Linked DNA regions of Zea mays: all the other regions are linked to region 1. The links are chromatin contacts, called in public Hi-C maps. All regions are on one chromosome and are shown on one strand. Each heading gives the region's core, a stretch centred on a gene start, on an enhancer-like site or on the middle of the called end of the contact. The rest is flanking DNA. Distances are from core to core; before and after follow the strand shown. Region 1 holds the start of LOC103637666 (homeobox-leucine zipper protein HOX1-like). Region 2 holds the start of LOC100284853 (glycoprotein). Region 3 has its middle 38 kb from the start of LOC103637665.

Region 1 (4,445 bases), core at 676-3,175:
CTCACGCATGCGCTCGGATTGGCTGTGGCAGTGGCAGGACTCGTATGACGGTATGAGTACCTCATGGCAGGTCAGGACCGCAGGAGACGATGGCAGTACAATGACACGCATGGCCGAATGCGTTCCGATGGTTCCTCTTTCTTCTTTTCTGTTGGAGATAAAAGTGAAATACGCCTATCAGCTGAGCGAGCAATCATCAATCGTTCGAACCAGGGCCGTGCTGAGAACCAATCATGAACTCATTCCCGGATCATGATTGAGTCGATGATGATGGCAGCAGCAAACAGGAGCACCAGGCCATCTACGCCCAGCACAGTGTAAAAAAAAAGAAAAGAAAAGTGACAGTCGCGTCGACGATGATTGTAAGCTGGTCCCCGGGCCACCTCCGGCACCGCATCACACCGCGTGGGTGGGGGTGGGGCAGCTGCAGCCCCGCGCGGCGCAGACAACCAGGGAGCGGGTGCCGGTGCCGGTTGCGCGCGAGGGGACAGCGCGATGGCTGACGAGGCCCGCGCGGCGTCGGCATGCGTCCGGGGGCGGGGGCACACCTCATAATTGCCCGAAAACCCACGGCCCAATCACGTCTGGCGTGCCGTGCATCCCAATCCGCATTCATACCACTGCGCCATTCCGTGGCAGCGCACAAACGTTTCCAGATACTCGTACTGTAGCTTTGCAACGTTCCGGCCGTGTGCCGGTCCGCACTCTGGTCTGGATCGACGTACGTAGCCCGACACCTTAAAACTAGGGCTGGGCATTCGGTCTATTAGGGTAATTCGGTTCGGTCTATTCGGGTTTTTGAAATTTCGGGTTATGAAAAATGAGAACCGAAATTTCCAAAATAATTTTAGGAACCGAACCCGAATAGACCCATAATTTCGGTTCGGTCTATTCGGTCCACCGAATAGACTCGAATAGTAGAGAGACTATTATCTTTTGTTAAAATATATACAATTTATAATTAATTGGAAGTACTATTATTACAATAAGTGACTATAGAAAATAGCATACTGAGATATATATACTATCGTTAAGATGATATCATAATTTTTAGCTAATAAACTCATAAATCATATAATAATATCATCATATATTAAGAGGTTTTTTATATTTCGGGTTATTCGGTCTATTCGGGTTTTAAAGCTTAGGAACCGAGCCCGAACCCATAATCCGAAATATATCACATATAGGAACCGAACCCGAACCCGAAAACCCGAATAGACCGATAATTCGGTCTATTCGGGTTCGGGTTCGGGTTTCGGTTTTAAAATGCCCACCCCTACTTAAAACCTTCACTAAAACTACTAGAACGGATTAAGGGCCTATTCGATCATATATATTTGACTTTCAGGAAAGACACGTCCACGGAATGTACGGTAGACAACATCTTTGACCAGATTACTGTCACCCCCTACTAATTGTAGAAAACTTGTGGCACGCATGCGCGACAGCAGGAGCGAAGACCGAGTTTTCTGCGTTCTGTCTTAAGGACGAGCAGCGACAGTAGCCGCAGCATCCGTCCAGCGCAGCGCCGGGATCCCGGCGGCACCGATAGACGACCCGGTTGCGATCGATGCCCGGCGTCGTACGGTTTCCGAGCAGCCGCGCGCGCGTCGCGGGAGCGGGAGCAACGGGGAATCCGCGAAGGGACACACGGATCGCCATCGCCGAGGCATCGGTGATCCACCCATCCCGCGCGAGCCCGTGCCGTGGGGGGACATGTCAAGCAAGAGAGAGGCGCCAGCGCCACCGCTACGTGCCGCCTGGACCCCCCAGGTTCAGCTGATGATTGGGCTGCGCCGGCGAGGGTGACGCGGCTGCCCACACCTCACCTCACCTCACCGATACTATTATGATACCTTGACCTTTCGTCCCTCCCTGCACTCCACGTCTCCACCCCCACAGAGTATCCCCGGCCGTGCGCGTCCTCTTTAAAAGCAAGACCCTCCCCTTCCTCCTCACTGCCACACCACATCGACAGCTCCATCGATTCATCCACCGCTATCTCTCTCTCTCTCTCTCTCTCTCTCTCTCTCTCTCTCTTTCAACTGTAAGGGAAACCGAGCTCAAAGTGGCAACCATCAATGGATATTATGGCGCTTAATGCGAGAGACGAGGAGCAGTACGGGAACAACCATCTCGGGCTCGGGCTGAGCCTCAGCCTCGGCCTCGGCGTCGCCACCGCGGCTCCGGTCGAGGTCGAGCCCCCGCCACCGCCGCGGCAGCAGCAGCAGCGAGCTATCAGCGTCGCGCCCATCACCTCCCTCCCCGCGCCGCAGTGGTGGAAGTGGAACGGCCCCGGTCTCTTCTTCGGTGAGTAATTGATTCAAAGAGCAGACACCGCATGCATGACGCCGTTCCTCTAATCCTGACAGAGATACTGCGCGCATGCATGCAGGGACGACAATGGATCAGCAGCAGCAGCCGGCGGCCGCGCGCCACGGCCACGAGATGCCGTTCCTGCGGGGGGTGGACGTGAACCGGGCCCCTGCCGGGGATACCAGGAGGGGTAGCTGCAGCGAGGACGACGAGGAGCCTGGCGGCGCGTCGTCGTCGCCAAACAGCACGCTCTCCAGCAGCCTCAGCGGGAAGCGCGCAGCTCCGGCGAGGAGCGGCGGAGAGGTGGCCGACCACACCCCGAGAGCCGGAGGCGGCAGCGACGACGAGGACTCCGGCGGTGGGTCGCGCAAGAAGCTCCGCCTGTCCAAGGACCAGGCCGCCGTCCTCGAGGAGAGCTTCAAGGAGCATAACACACTCAACCCCGTACGTGTATAATTACTTATATCCTCCAAAAAGAAACATCGATCAACCTTCAACTCGATCTAATAATAATAAGAACCGTTGGCTGATCAGAAGCAGAAGGCGGCGCTGGCGAAGCAGCTGAACCTGAAGCCGCGTCAGGTGGAGGTGTGGTTCCAGAACCGCAGAGCCAGGTGAACAAAGCAGCGCCCTTGAAGCAGCACACGCATGCCATTTATACTGACTCATCCTCCGTGGCTAATACTAGTCTAATAATAATATTATCGTTCAGGACGAAGCTGAAGCAGACGGAGGTGGACTGCGAGTTCCTGAAGCGCTGCTGCGAGACGCTGACGGAGGAGAACCGGCGGCTGCAGCGGGAGGTGGCGGAGCTGCGCGTGCTCAAGCTCGTGGCGCCGCACCACTACGCGCGCATGCCGCCGCCCACCACGCTCACCATGTGCCCCTCCTGCGAGCGCCTCGCCTCCGCGTCCGCGTCCGCCGACCAGGCGGGCCGTGCAGGGCCCTGCTGGGGCCCTCTCCCCGTGTTCGTCGACGGCCCAGCCCGGAGGCCGTGATCCACGACCACGATATGGCATGAGATGGATGCGCTTGCTAATCGCTACCGCTAGCTAAGTAGCTAGTGCTAATTAGGGCTGGATCTTCTTTTTTTCTTTGTTTGGTTCTTATTATACTCGCAGGCTATTACAGCTTAGTAGTGTTTATTAGTCCGATATGATAAAAATCTTCGTTGTTTGGCAGTGTTTTATTTGCTGAAAAATAGATAACGATGTCTTATGTCTTTGTACTCATAAGTGATGCAAAATTGTCTTACTACTACTTTGCATATATAAGGTTTCAGTTGTTAATTGCTCCAAGTCTGAAGTTTCTGACGTCGATGTTTTGAGTCCGAGGACAGACGGAACCATCCTGCTTTTCCTCCCCCGTGTTCTTACTCTGTGGAAAAATAGAGGAACCCAACAAGAGCGGAGGAGGTGAAAGGATGGCGTCATGTCATCCGCCAGACCACAGGAACGTCAGGGTGCGTTCGCATTCCTTGACTGTCTCCGCGGCTGGCCACACGGCACGCAGCAGTGCAGCACGGCAGGGCTCCGCTGAATGAACCGGCAGGCAAGGAGCGTGTTGCGCCGTCTGAAATGGGCGGGCGCAGGACAAAAGTTTTTCTGGTCAAATTCCGGCGAAATGTCCTATCGAACTGATTCGAACAGTTGACTGGAAAGAACGTAAAAAACGAGGTCACTGATCCAATTGATTTCTCAATTTCAAGAGGGAGAAAAAAAAAGAGATAAGATCCATGGATCTCCGCTGCCTACTTTACTTGGAGTACGACCTGAACCCATCTGCTACTACTGCCTCCTGACAAAACGTTTTCGTAGGAACTCATGAGCTCCTCCAATTTTTGTTTTTGTTTTTGTTTTTGTTTTTGGGTATGATTTCGGAGAAATTGAGCAGAAGATCAAGCCGAGAGCAGTAGGATTCCCCACATGATGTGTCATGCAGCGAACAGAGATTTGATTAGTGCCGCTAGTTCCAGCATTAGCGCAAGCACTGCCATGATTAAACTAGAGCTTAGCAGCAGTAGACAGGTGCAGGTGTGGCTGCATGATTTGTTTGGTCCCGCGCGCGCGCGCTCGTCAGTGAGGCCTGAGCCTTTGTGGGGGGGGGGGGGGCGCAGCGCAATCTTG
Region 2 (4,445 bases), core at 1,407-3,906, 200 kb after region 1:
GCTCGGGGACCTCCTCCGCCCCCAGAACACGCCCCACTCCGCTGCCAAAATACCCAAGTTGCTGCATATCCTGAACGCGGGCCGAGGAGATCCGCGACACGCCAAACTCCATCGTATCACCAGGATGTAGCGTTTCCACCGCCAAGTCGCTCAAAGTGTCCTCCGACGATGCGGCGGTCGGCGGGGTACTCGCAGCAGACAAGGAAGAGGACGACATGGCTACGTACCGTCGACGGCGGCGGGTGGTCTGCTTGACGCGGGCTAGATCTCCGACGAGCAGGAGCAAGGAGGGCAAGCGAGCGGACGAGCGGTTTCAAAAGGAGGCTAGGGTTTTGCGGCGCGCAGAAAGTGCACCTGAACCACGCCGCGCCGCCCTCCTTTTTATACACGGGACGCGACGCTTCGGAAAACCCGCAGTCCAACAGTACCGCGTCCGTCAACGGTCACATCAAAAACCCCAGCAGAACCATTTCGAGCGAGGGCAGCGTCTCCACCATCTAGCGACGTCTTCGGCACCAGATGACTCAGTCGAACTGGTCCCTTGGAGGGCAAATGTTGGGGCGAGGGCGAAGACGCTACCCTTCGCTCCAGCCTTCGCTTTTCTCGCTGCGCCAACGGAAGCAGAAGAACCGGCGAGGTCCACCCTTTGCCTTCTGCACTACGAGATGAAGGCCTACGATGACGTCGCCCCGTCCCACATCCTCACTCGGCCTCGAGGCCCACGTGGGATTTGACCCATTGTAACAGGCCCCACACGGAGAAGCGTGTTACGGGCCTGATTTGTAATAGCTTTTCTGTAATGACAGTCTGTAACCCTCCTTTATGGGAATATTTCGGGGATAGTCCAGGTGCCTGAGGGTACATGCGTCCTTACACTGAGACGTTGGGCACTCAGACACCTATAAATACCCTCGTACAGTGTCCTTGAGAGGCTGGATTAACAGAGCTATTGTCATCTCACGTTGAAACCCTGTTTACGTTGTTTTCATTCCCCCGTTGGATCAACTTGCCCAAGAGAGCAAGTTCCAACAGTCAGTATTATATGTGATGGATTACTAGTGTTGATGATAGAGGCAATAGGGTCGAGCTAGCCATAGACGTAGCCACGTAGGGGGGGGGTTGGGGAGTGAGACAGTATGTGGACTAAGCTGCGTACATGCAACACTTTAATTGTGAATTGCCTGAACTTTGTGGTTTGGTCTATCAGTCGCTCAAACATACTTTGGTTCCACTGCAATTGGTCCTTATCGATTACGATGTAAGCTATCGACCATACTACCGATCACATTATCGATCATCGTCAACCCTTATCTATCGTAACGCTCTAGTGTACAACATTTAATGTTAGACTAGAGCCACCTCAATGTCGTATCATCTTTTCTTTTATAGACTTTTAGTTATAATAAAACATGATATTTTATTAAGATAAATATTCATTCGAGTATGTAATTAATTGAATAAAAAATATATAATTTCTAAAAAATAATTTAAAATTACATAACTTTAAAAATACATGGTTTATAAAAACAAAATCTAATTGTCATGGTACATAATTGGAGTGTGGGAGTACGTGAATGAGCCCAAACACCCCACTTCTATTTAAGGTCTGATTTCGATTTTTTTTTGGAATAAATATTTTAGGCTTCAAAACTTTGGCTATGCGGACTAATTCGAACATGTCATGTGGCTATAGGCAGTCGGTATCGACCGATTCAAAACGATAACAACTGGTTTTTCAGCTTTCGGGTAGACACTAACCAATCTGACTCTAACATGATGATATCGTTTAGACTAACTGATTGGCTAAACCAACCAATCTAACATTAGAATCGGTGTGGTCAGTACCAACGGGCGCCAAGCCGCGTCGCCAGTCGGTATAAATAAAGCGTGCGTCGTCACATATTTATATGCATAGGAGTGTCAATAGACTCTAAATTTTACACTATAAATTTTAAGAATCAAATCAAATTAGAATTAAGCTATATTTTATTTATTTTTAAACTAAAATTAATTTTAATTTAATGCTCTAATAACAAACTGTGAAAAAACATTTTAAATCACGATTTGTTGCCACCTCTGGTCATGCATGGAGCTGGTCGAAGTCGATAGAACCGAGTCATTCCATTCATCGGTTTACCGTCTGAGACATACTCAGAGCCTTAGTTCAAGTGCGGATAGATTCTCGTGGCATAAAAAGAGGGCGACAACAAGAGCTTCAGCATCACGCTTGATATCCACGCATCGCATCCCATCGGCCATCGCACGCATGCAGCTCCATCCTACCTGGACCGGAGTCTTATCTACATCTACGCCCTCTCTTTCTCTCCGAGCCCAACTTCAAATTCCTCTCTTCCCCGCTAAGCAATTCTCCGCCCTAGTCGCCTATCACCGTCTCAAACCGCCGCCAACGGAACGGAACAAGCACAAAAAATACCACGACCACCTCGACGGATCGTCACCCAGTCCGCGATCCACACGGTGACAGCAGCATCAGTAGTGGGGAGAACGAACAAGCGAGCGGGCCGCGAGGAACTGATACACCGCAAAATAAAGCCGAGGCAGAGCATCGACCGTTGCACGCAGCCCTACCCCAACCACAGAGAGAATCGGAAAAGCAGGGATCGCGGCCGGAAAGCGAAAAGCTTAAAAGAGGCGGCGCGTCACGTTGGGCGCCTCTCTTTGCTCCCCCTTTTTTTCCTTCTTGGCTTGATCGATGGCAGCGCAGCAGAAGGCCGCCTCCGTGCTGCAGAGCTTCCCGTTCAAGGCGGCCGTGCTCGCGCTCTGCGTCGCGCTGCTGCCGCTCCTCCCCACGCAGGCGCCGGACGTCGGGGCCGGGGGACCCGGCCAGGAGTTCCTCGCCAAAGTGTGGGAGCTGCTGCACCTGCTGTTCGTCGGCATCGCCGTCTCGTACGGCCTCTTCAGCCGCAAGAACAGCGCCGACGATGGACGCGCCGGGGCCGTCGCAGTCGCAGCAGAGAAGCACGCTGCCACGGGGCCGGAACCTGCCAAGGCCGACGCGAGGTACGCGTGGCGGATGTTCAGGGACTCGATCCCGCCGTTCGATGACGAAGACGAAAACGACGTACTGGTGCCGGGCAGCCCTCCTGGCGGCGGCGGGGGTGGCAGGGCGCGCTCGTGGAGAGCGCCGCACTGGCCCGTTGATCCCGTTGTCGTCGTCTCCACCGGAGGCGGCGGGGATCGGATCGGGCAGGCCGCGGACGCGCAGGCGCCGCTGTCTCTGCCCGTCCGGACGCTGAAAGCGCAGCCGGCACAGGACGCCAGCGCGGGGGCTGTCGAGACGCCGCGTGCGCGGCGGCGTCGGAACTCTCAGGACATGGCGGCCGGCTGCGCCCGCGACGAGACCGTGCTCGCTTCACCGATCCCGTGGCGGTCGCGGTCCGGGAAGCTCGACGCGCGCCGACCCGCGTCGCCGAGCTCCACGCCGTCACCCAAGACGCTGTCCCCGGCATCGTCCTTGTCCGGGGAGACGCTGGCCGATGCCAGCGAGGAGGAGTACTACGCCAAGGCCAAGCGGAGCAGCCCGTACAGGTCATCTTCCATCTCCTCACCGCCGCCTCCGCCTCCACCTCCGCCTCCGTTCCTTGTCCACGGTTACCACCCGGCGACCGAGCGCCGTGCGGCGGCAGCGAAAAGCTTTAAGGAGGAGCTGCAGCACCACAGCATGAGAGGCCGAGGAGAAGATCACTACTCGCTGAAGACGAGCAGCATCAGCATCTCCGCTTACAACAGCAGCAACTCCTCCCCAGCGAAGCCAAGAAGCTCTTTTGACGGCGGCTTCTCCTCGTCGGTTTCGGTTGGCAAGTCAGTGAGAACGTTCAGGGCAAGGGAGGCAGCAGTTTTTCAAGACCAAAACCAAGAACTCCCCGACGGCGCCGGTGATGATCGTGACGTGCTGGATGTGCACGGGTCAGAGGAGCCGTACGGCTACAGAGCTTATCAGTCCATTCACAGGTTCCAGTACGAGAGATCAGGGAGCGACCCTATCCTAGGCGGTGTGGTAGTCTCCTCGGATGAGACCGAGAGCAGTGACGACGACGACGATAGCGGTGGCGGCGGGTATTCGACGAGGGAGTCGACGCCGGAGGTGGACGAAAACGAGGTGGACAAGAAGGCGGAGGAGTTCATCGCCAGGTTCAGGGAGCAGATCAGGCGGCAGAGAATCGAGTCCATTAAGAAGTCCGCGGGGTCGCGCGGCGTCAAGCACCACGGCAAGTAGATCGCCGGACGGCTGGTATGTTTTGGGTCGTTTGGTTCACATAACGGGCTAAATCATGTGTTTTTAAGTTCAACACTACAAATGGATATTGGTCTATTCAAACTTGTTATCGTCGGTACTTAAATGTCAATCGTTACTATTAACATTTACGTTATATTTCGTGAACCAAATAACGTTTTGGTTCTTCAATTTAAACAACTAAGCTTAG
Region 3 (4,445 bases), core at 1,343-3,842, 170 kb before region 1:
TGGCCCGAAGCACGATTTACATAAATCACAGAATTCACAACAATCACATATATTAACAGAAATTTACATACACATATGGAAATTCACAGAAATTCAAACAGTTCACAAAACAACTCAGAGACAATCACAGATCACAAGTTTATGCAAACAATATATACTAATGGAGCTTTAGTGCAATGCTGCCTCATTAAAAACCTTCCTAGGTAAAAACTCACACCTCGTGAGAAAACCCTAGGAAGGAAAAGAGTACAACCAGCTCCTATATAGGTTCAATGTATACAGTCTAGAGTTTAAGTTCATCACAATTTACAACATAAGAACAGATCACCCACAGTTACACTTCCACCAACAGATCAACCACCTCTTCTTTCTTTGCCTCCAGTAGTTTCTTCTAGGTACATTGCTTCAAAAACAACTTCAAGTTCTTTGGTGTCTTTCTCCACCGTGTGCTGACTATGCAAGTCAGCGAGCTCCCAGTCCTTTATGCAGGACAAAACTTCAACCATATCAGGAGTTAGGCGCCGCCGCCGGTCTTCAAGCACCCTGCCAGCTAAACTGAAAGTGGACTCTGATGATACGGTGGAAGCAGGCACAGTTAGAACATCTTTAGCAAGTATAGAAAGAACAGGATATGTCAACTTGTGCCGTTGCCACCAGTTTAGAAGATTAAAATCAGAGTCAAATTGGGTCACAGTATCACTATCAAGATAGATGACACAGACTTTTTCAAAGTTTCAATTAATTTGTCCATACGTTCATTATAAAGCTTGATTAGGTCTCTAGCAATAGTTTGTCTAGATGTTTTAACAAATCTAGGATTATGAGCATTCACAATATATTCTTCAAATGCATCACATTCAGCAAAGGAAATAGGTAAATCAGTTCTAGCAATCAAACGACACAATTCAGTACGTGCCCTAGCATCAGAGTACTCCCAACGCATTAGTGAACCATCAGGATTATATTTAAGCATAGATTGAATTCTACCAGATCGTTCCTTTTCTTTCTTAGCAGCACAAGTATCAACATGGCGTAGCAAATGTCCAGTGCCACCAGAGGATTTAGCAGAAAATTTAGCCTTACAGTGGATGCATATGGCAGAGACCCTTACCCTCTTACCATTCACCAAATCTTTTACCTCTGTGAAGTCATTCCAAGCTTTAGACCTCTTCTTCCCTGCTCTATCACCTTGAACTGTGCTCTCATCAGTCGGGCTCGTCGATCCCGTCCCAGTACCACCACCAACAGGCTCTAGCACAGGGTCCAAATTGACAGCAGCATCTGCGCTGCTGCCGAGGATGAAATGTCAAGCATCCTCAGCGTCATTGTGGTCCTGCAGCCTCAACTCCTCGGCAATAGCAGCGGCCTCGGCGACCGGATCTATCTCCATTTCCATGGCCGCGCGCCTGCTGGACCCCCAATTCCTCTGCGGCTCCGGTTCCTCAACGACGAGCGCGGCACCAACCTAATCGGTCGGCGACCTTACCACAAAACAAGAGAGGATTAGCGACAGCCGACAAATTAGTGGATTAGAGAGGACTCAGAGGAGAGGAAGATAGAGAATACCTGCGCAGGCGGAGCACTGGAGAAGAGAGGAAGATGGAGATCCACCGACGACGGTTAGGGTTAGGGACTTAGGGTTAGGGTTGGCGTTAGCTGCTTGGGGTTGGGACTTGCGAGTAGACAGTAGAGGTAGATCCACAACCACAGTACACAGGAGGGAGAGAAGAGGCTCTGGTTCGGCGGTTCCTCAACGGATCAACTCAACTTGCGATGCGACGACCGGACGACGACGACCGGAGGGAGAGAAGAGGCACGGGAAGACGGGAAGGGAGGAAGCCTAGTCCATACCGACGCGGCGACGTGGATGACCGGAGGGAGAGAAGAGGCTCCGGACCTCCGGTTCGGCGGTTCCTCAACCGGCGATGCGACGACGACGACCGAGTAGCCGAGAAGAGGCCACACCGACGACGACGAGGCCACGAGCCCACGACGACGACCGAGCTGCGAGCCTGCGAGCGAGATGAGGCGACCGGCGGTGGTCGGCGAGCGGCGGGACTGGGGCTAGGGTTTACTGGTTTAGTCGCCAGTCGCCAAGAGAAGGAGAGAGACCGAGGGAGACTGGGAGTCTGGGAGAGTGGCGGCCGTGTGCCCGAGCGAGTGAGTGGGGGATTGAGATTTGGGCGGCAGGCGGCTAGGGACCTAGGGTTATGTTGACTCGGGCCGGTGCCGTGCCTAGCCAATATCCGGGCCGGGCTCGTGCTGGCACGCGGGCTACTACATTAGCCCAAGCACGGCACGGCTGGCGTGCCGGGCTGGCCCGAGCCCATTCTGCTCCGGGCCGTGCCGTGCCCGTGACGGGCCAATTTCGTGCCGTGCCACGGGTAGCCCAGTCGGCCCGGTCCGGATGGACATGTATAACTAGGAGTATCTAGAGAAGGCATCGATCGACTTCTTAATTCTGATCGCGATATATAATGCGTGGCTTGTGGCATGGTTGGTTGGTCGTCACACACTGCATGCATATGTGTACTCTGTACCGCTGTGGCGCTGTCCGCTATACACCTATACATACATACATACATACTACATAGACGTGCTGCCGTGGTTGGTACGTCGTCGTCCTGCATGCTAGCTACCGACAACTGTGATGAACCGGTCATAGTCTCGCAACCCAGTTTCCCCATAACGACTTGCGACCGTCAATCCTATTGCGCGGCTCCTGTGGTCCTGTGTCATCAAGATTCGGTGATGCTCACCGGTCCGACCGCTATCTCGTCTGGATCCGTCCCTTCCCAGTTCCCCCATCGGCGGAGATCTCTTTCCCATCTTATCTTGCCCACGCTCTCTCATCATCATGATTCCATACTTCCATCTGCCCACGGTTTCTCTCTCTCTTGTCTTTTTAATTACTAATTTCTCTCTCCATTAACAAAGTCTCCCGAGCTCTAATACACATAATTAAAGCTTAAAAATTCATATCCAGTGGTATTAACTATTTTTCAGAATTTACTACACTCCCTCGTTGTCTATTATTTAAGAATACCAGCGTTGTTACATATCTAGTAATTTCACATATGCATTGATAATTGCAAGTAAATTTTCGTAATAGTTACGATAGGCTTTCCCATTTTTTTTTCAGATTCACAATAACTCTCATTTTGATGGAGAACGATACACCGACCAAGCACTAGTACAATTTGGCTCTATACAAGCGGTAGGCTTTTTACATCACAGGCGGTTCGGTTAGAAAACCGCCTGTGATGTACGAGGCTACTCGAACCGCCTGTGATGTATTAGTTTCACAAGCGGTTTTTATTTAGGACCACATGTGGTGCTCTATTCTTTTCACAAACGGACCCTATTAGTTTCATAAGCTTCTTTGCTTTATAAGTGCTTGTTGGTAGTTTGTTGGGTTTTGATAGTAATTGGGACAGAAAATTCAAAAGATCTGTGAAGCTAGTATTAGACCATCCGGCGCTAGCCTTCAACTTAAGAAGTTCTAGAACTGTACGCAGTGTAGTAAACTCTTTGTCACAACCCTTTGATTCATCATATAAAGGTTCTTTTGAGGCACTTTCTAGTCCCTCCATTTTAGATAGCCCTTTCTGCGATCCCACAGAACTCAACATTTCTGGTTCCATATGGCGCAACATCTCTTCGCAATCAAATTCTTCAAAATCTTGATTAGCATCCACATAATCCACTTTACCACCAACTTTTTCGACAATTCTCTCGTCATTACCAAGAACTTCACACGGATCCAACTCACCATGTTCTGACCATATCGTGTAATTGTTTTTAAACCCTCTTTTTAGCAGATGTGATTGGATTACTCCTGTATCTCTCCAAGCTATTGAGAGCACCTAGAGGGGAGGTGAATAGGTGATCCTATAAAAACTTGAAACTTAAAGGCACAAACTTGATTAAGTGTTAGCACAATGAAATCAAGTGGCTAAGGAGAGCTCTTGTGAACCACAATTGACACAGTGAGAACAAGCACAAGAGACACAAGGATTTATCCCGTGGTTCGGCCAAGTATAATACTTGCCTAGTCCACGTTGTGGCGTCCCAATGGATGAGAGTTGCACTCAACTCCTTTCAAGTGATCCAATGATCAACTTGAATACCACGGTGTTCTTCTTTCTTTACTCTTTCTCGTTTGTGAGGAATCTCCACAACTTGGAGCCTCTCGCCCTTACAATGAGATGATCACAAAGAAGCACATATGTAAGAGTGGGAAGAGCAACACACACAAGCCTCAAAGCACGAGCACAAACACGCACACAAGTCACAACTTGAGCTCTAAGATCACACACTGAGTTCTCAACTGAAAGTCGCCTAGAGGGGGGGTGAATAGGGCGAAACTGAAATTTACAAATATAAACACAACTACAAGCTGGGTTAGCGTTAGAAATAAGGAAACGAGTCCGCGAGAGAGGGCG

The links. Hi-C and Micro-C count contacts between places; a contact is called where the count stands out from the background.
Region 2: a contact with region 1 is called in a Hi-C map of ear, with 3 times the contacts expected there. The contact joins the promoter of LOC100284853 here to the promoter of LOC103637666 in region 1. A contact is called at or near these places in 3 of 25 Hi-C or Micro-C datasets (bundle sheath, ear and tassel).
Region 3: a contact with region 1 is called in a Hi-C map of ear, with 3 times the contacts expected there. The contact joins the enhancer-like site here to the promoter of LOC103637666 in region 1. A contact is called at or near these places in 5 of 25 Hi-C or Micro-C datasets (ear, leaf and tassel).

The regions. Positions count from the first base shown.
Region 1 is chr1:94,356,861-94,361,305 of Zm-B73-REFERENCE-NAM-5.0, forward strand. It overlaps LOC103637666 (homeobox-leucine zipper protein HOX1-like), which reads left to right and starts at 1,926. Exons shown (of 4, transcript NM_001331124.1): 1 at 1,926-2,313; 2 at 2,399-2,763; 3 at 2,854-2,933; 4 at 3,032-3,608. The coding sequence starts at 2,085. The coding sequence ends at 3,317.
Region 2 is chr1:94,557,191-94,561,635 of Zm-B73-REFERENCE-NAM-5.0, forward strand. LOC100284853 (glycoprotein) reads left to right here and starts at 2,657. Exons shown (of 1, transcript NM_001157748.2): 1 at 2,657-4,339. The coding sequence starts at 2,714. The coding sequence ends at 4,237.
Region 3 is chr1:94,189,684-94,194,128 of Zm-B73-REFERENCE-NAM-5.0, forward strand. No RefSeq gene overlaps it. Among protein-coding and RNA genes, the nearest start is that of LOC103637665, 38 kb to the left of the region's middle. Within about 2 kb of position 2,593, at least 15 of the 20 cell types and tissues checked have an H3K27ac peak or open chromatin away from gene starts, as enhancers often do. A contact at or near this core is called in ear and leaf, where this site is marked.